Regions from separate parts of the Drosophila melanogaster genome. Here region 1 is linked to region 2. Evidence: chromatin contacts called from public HiChIP or PLAC-seq data. All regions are on one chromosome and are shown on one strand. The core of a region is the stretch at or near the end of the contact, and the rest is flanking DNA. Distances in the headings are between cores, read along the strand shown.

Evidence for each region. HiChIP or PLAC-seq counts read pairs in DNA pulled down with a chosen protein or histone mark.
Region 1: a contact with region 2 is called in an H3K27ac HiChIP or PLAC-seq map of the Kc167 cell line, with 5 times the contacts expected there. The contact joins the promoter of bel here to the promoter of stck in region 2. A contact is called at or near these places in 22 of 107 Hi-C or Micro-C datasets (the Clone 8 cell line, the D17-c3 cell line, the Kc167 cell line and 11 more) and 5 of 6 datasets of contacts at active chromatin or transcription factors (the Kc167 cell line and the S2 cell line).

The regions. Positions count from the first base shown.
Region 1 is chr3R:8,659,504-8,662,203 of dm6, reverse strand. bel (belle) reads left to right here and starts at 1,443. Exons shown (of 4, transcript NM_001275450.1): 1 at 1,443-2,241. The coding sequence starts at 2,197. p (pink) reads left to right here. Exons shown (of 4, transcript NM_001316526.1): 4 at 1-1,301. The coding sequence ends at 1,118.
Region 2 is chr3R:8,355,657-8,358,356 of dm6, reverse strand. stck (steamer duck) reads right to left here and starts at 1,379. Exons shown (of 6, transcript NM_079554.4): 1 at 1,262-1,379.

The sequences.
Region 1 (2,700 bases), core at 194-2,693, 300 kb before region 2:
TGGAAAACGCATTCTGCGACAACTTGAAGCAGCCTCTCAAAACGGGACACTTCAAGGATGCGCTGCTGACGGTAACTGGTAAATTCGGCAAGAACATCATAAAATACAAGTTCAATATTTTTGCCGAGGAACAGCAGCAGTTGGTCAGGGAACTAATTCCAGCCAGCGAGCGTTCTCTGCCGTTCAAGGACATCAAAGCACGCTACGAGTCGGGAAGCGAGGATCAGGAGGAGGAAATTGTTAGGCGCTGTAAGAAACCGGCTCCCCAGGTTCCCCACATCAGTCCCGAGGAGAAGACTCTTTACAACCTCTACCTGATCGCCAAGAGCGCCAAGTTTAGCCGGACGCAGTGCGTCGATCGTTATCGCGCTGTCTTCGACGAGTATGCAGCTGGCGAGCTGGTGAATCTGCTCGAGAAACTAGCCCAGGTGATGGTAGAGCATGGGGATACGCCTGACCAAGCGCAACGCAATTGCTACGAGATGTATTTCGATTACCTGGATCCGGAGATGATCTGGGAAGTGGACGACGCTACGCGGGATCACATAGCTGCCGGATTTGTGCTGCTAAATACTTCGCAAAATGCGGAGATTGTCAAGTGTGAGCATTGCTCGTTCCCCCTTCGCTTCGATACCTCCTGCCAGTATCATGAGCTTGGAGCAGTGCTCCTGCGATACTTCTGGTCCCGTGGCGAGCAACTGAAGTGCTTTGATGTTGTTCAATCAGTGCCGGCACTATTAGACGTCTTAGCTAAATTTTACCTAGCCGAACAGAATCTCACCAAAGTGGTGGCCATCGTCCTCAACTACGGACTCCCCGAACTTCTGGCTGACGTGGGCAAACAACTGAGCGTGAGCGCATGGGGCCGCTGCTTCGAACAGTTCGTGGAACTGCAACGCGGCGGACGACTGGTGTGCGCCAACTGCGAGTGCATATCTGGCGTGGAACAGGAACAGTTGGGACGCCACTTCTTCTACAACTGGAACTGTTTCCTCAACATCGCTCTGGATCACATGTCCGCCGGGGACACGCTGGCGCTGATCTTCAAGTGGAGCTCATACATTCCAAACGACGCTATCGACCGGGAGTTCTACTCCCGCTGCCTGCTCAAGGGCTGAACGATATGAAAATTATTATTATATACATATATACGATACTTTATAGCCATATTTATTGTTCCACTAACTAATCTCAAGCTAAGGCCAATACCAAAAGCATTTATTCTATATAAACATGTACATTCACAATATGTATATTCTGAAGACGAAAGTGAATGAATATATTCCAGAGTTCGAAACTTCGAATTTTAGTTTTCTTTAACAGACTTGGAGGGAACTTGAGTATGGAATTGTTTGGAAATTTTTAATACCTATTTTACGGCAATCACATATATATACTAAATTTCAAATTTAATTTGAATTTCTTTGACTTTTGCTTCAAATAACGAAATGGGGTACAGCGGCTGACGCCTTATAAACAACTATTCCTAAACATAAACACAAACATTTTTGGCCTTTAAGAAACAAAATTTAACTGCCCAGCCTCATTTCTCTTCCATTCAAAAAACAACAACAGCCTAGAAGGGATCGACGCGCCGAAAAAGCAAAAGTGAAAAAATTCAATTTGAATTTCATAGACCGCGAGACGAGGATATAGATCTGGCAACGCCCTTGCCGGAGTCTTTGCCAGTAACCGCCGCCGAGAGCCCAGGTTGGAGTCTCTGCTCTACCTCCACCGACCGCATCTATCGATTCCTCATCGATATACGTGCTAAAGCAGCCCTGATTTTTTAGACACGCGTCTGAAAGCGGAAAAAAACGTGAACTCGTCGGAGAAGCAGCATTTTCCAAGCCCATAGCGCTTGTAATTGTAATTGTTGGCACAAGCAGGCCAGCCAAATCCGATACGGAAACGTCTCAGTTTCAAGCCGAACAAAGGGAATTGTGTGCGAGGAACGAAAAGAACCCTGAAATTTCACACGAGAACGCAGTAGCTTGTGGAACGTAAGAAGTTTTTTGTCGGAAAAACTAAGGAAAAACGTATAGACACAAAGTGCAACACCAACACAACGATCGTATACATTTTTTTGTCGCAAATTGCAAGTGTGCATTCAAAAAAAAAAATTCAAAGCGTAACCATTGCAAAATTTTCCTAAACGGAAAGCAAGAAAAAAAAAGCAACTGATTGGAGGATAATATGAGTAATGCTATTAACCAAAATGGCACAGGTCTAGAGCAGCAAGTAAGTAGCGTTTTTAACTGCTGAAAATACCATTTACCATCTATATAAGAATGGAACACGCATGTGTATGCGGTGGCTGTGTGTGTGTGTTCGTGATGCTCATGCGGCTATTTGAAAAAGTTCGCCTAGAAATTTATTGATTTCATAACACACTAATGTCTCTATCGCTCGTTTTACAACGGTGAATTGTGTCGGTGTCAATGGCTTGCATATATGTGCGTGTGTGTGTGCGCCTGGGTCCCTCTTCGTCATTCCAATTTGTAATTTCTTTTGTATAATTTTTGCTCGCTTGCCTCCAATTTGACATGTATAATATATACATATGAAAGTTTCCATTCGGCCTCTCACGTTGAGTGTGTCGTGTGTGCGAGCAGTGCCGCTGTTCTAAGGCTGGTCGTGTGTGTGTGTTATATCTCGCTCTCTCTCGCTTGCTCACACATGTGGAAGCTGTTGTAAATA
Region 2 (2,700 bases), core at 130-2,629:
ACGACTTTAGGGCAGGGCGTGAAATGAGAAACTGGACAAAACAATGAGACTTATCGCTTGCCGGCTCTGTTGACGATGTCTGAATCATATTTCCTTCGAATGCACAGCCAAAAAGCTTTCTGGCATTCCGTGGAAGTTTAGCTTTCATTACAGAGAGTGTCGCATGGCAGTTGGATATCAAGCGTGATACGCTGCAGATGTGATGGCTTGGTGATATATCGTTTCGGAACAGGTTATATATACATATATAAAATATATACGAAGAACTATCATATTCGCTTTAAGCTGGATAACAATGAATGGCTATAATGAGTAATTGAAGTAATTATTACAAGCAGGAGCGCCATTTGAAAAGTTTGTATATAAACAATATATATAATAAGATGTAACTATCAACTCCCCATTACTGGTTGAGTCATTGAACATTCCTTGGCCTCCAAAAGGGGTTACAAATTCAAGCATCCAATTGGAATTGGGTTTGCCGCCAACACAACAGCGGCCCACTCATCATAATCAAATCCGACGAATACACACAAAAATACGAAGAGTAAACAATACACAGACACGCACTCTCGCACAAACACACACACACACTCGAGTGGCGGCGTTTAAAAATAAATTTGAATATGACCATGACGTCATCGATGGAGTAAACATCTGGCAGGAAAATTGCATTGAATGGGGGTCCAAAGCACCACCATCACTGGCAGAGGGTTAACGCTGGATTAGGGCATGAATGATAGGCACTGCTAGCCTGAATTAGTTATATTTTTTTATTAATTAGCGAAATGCTTATTTGTGCGAATGGATAACGATGATTATTATGCTGCCAAATGATGCAATATGTGGGCGTTTTGAAGACAAGGACGTTAAGAAAGTGGGGCGGAACATTCTGCTTACTGCACGGGCGGCATTCTGTGGGCTTTTCTTTTTTAGTTGCTTTCAACTGGTTTTCACTTGCGAACAACGGCACCTGTTGCACCTGGTGTACAACGTTTTCTGATCACGGCGAGTGAAACACTGCAAAAACATATAGAAATGATCAATCTGTGTCTTTTGGCTTTAAGCTCTGCTCGCTTGGCGGCCTTCTAGCCAGATCCGGTTGATTTTCAGCCAAGAAGACGATCTGCGCAGCGCTATCGCAGCACAAAAACAACAACACCTATATTGCCAAAATGGGCAAATCTCTGGAATTTCACGCGTTTCACTTAAGCATGTTCACATTTGAAGAATTGCATTCAACGGAAAAAGTACTTTTTACCTTCAGAGAAACCTTTTTAATTAAAGCCACAGTTTGCTGCAATTAAATTACTTTTCATTTAACTAACAGCTTCCGTGGAAAAAGACGCAGAAAAAACCACTCTACTTTATCACTAAAAAATCCCTGTACAACCTGCCTATCGATAGCTCTTCTGTTCTCGAGGCAGGTAGCCCTGAATGTCAATCGATAAACACCCAATACTACTGGGCGCCAATTTAAATTCGCTATTAGCCTATGTTACCGAAATACATCAGTTAAAAGAACTTTACGATTTAAGGCGCCACGCTTATCGCAGCGTGGCATTTTTGCTTCTTTGTCTCACCTTCTTATCAGCTGCTGGCCAACTGCTGTTCTTCTTCGAAACAGTTTCGTAACGCGCTCTTATCAGCTTACTGCCTCTACTTATAATTTCACGTACTATTTGTTTGTAAACAAGACCGGTTCGCATGCCAATTTAGGCTGCAGGCAAGAAATCCCTTTAGCATTGAATTTGATTGATTTTCTTTTTGCTATGTTACACGCCAATTGGGGAAATACATAAATAAATGTGCAGGGAAACTATAAAAGAATTCAATGCCACAAATGTCATAACAGTTTCGCTGATACTTATCATTAGAAAATATGTATTGATAAGAGAATCAAGAGCTTGTAAACTTGCTATGAAACCCACAATCACTATGAAATGAGTTTCTTTTTAAGCAACAAAAAGGAAAAGAAAAGTTTTACAGGTGTAAGTTATTTTTTCATATAATTCCCGATCGCCAATAATTTAAAATTCTCTACAAAGAGCCAGCATTTTGATGTGCCCACGGAACATGCATGTAAATGCATTATTTGTTTGCTTTAATTATTTTCCCGAATGTCTGTTTGCGGCAAACTTCCGCCTCGTGGGTGTGAGGGTCATATTTTTGAAACACCCCTCGCCGACTTCCGCGATGTGAACGGAGATAAAACTCCAGCTGCAGTTTCAGAATTTGCTTTATTTGTATCTGAGTATATATAGTATAGTTTTGTATTGGCTGGTGTTTTATGGAGCGTTGTCCCGTTAAAACGGGTTGCCAAGCGAATCGATCAGCGCGGCGCTCTTTGTTTATCAATCTCACTCTTTTGTCAGTCGCCTTTATTTATTATTATTAAATGAGTTTTTTTCCAGCATAACAAAAAAAAAACAAGGTGTCCCCACAAGGCCGCCGGTTGTGCGAGCGAGACGAACGAACAACAAGCGTCATAAGAAAGAGATCCAATACCATCCACAATCTAGCACTGAAAAAAATGTAACCCCATATTACAGCATATGTCTTACTTAACTATTAAATTATGCTGTTGACAAATAAATTTGTGTATTTTAACGTATATTCTTAACGCTCATCCAGAATTTAGTTCTTTTGAACGTTTGCTCTGACACAGTTTGGCTTCCATTTTTTAGATACAAATACATT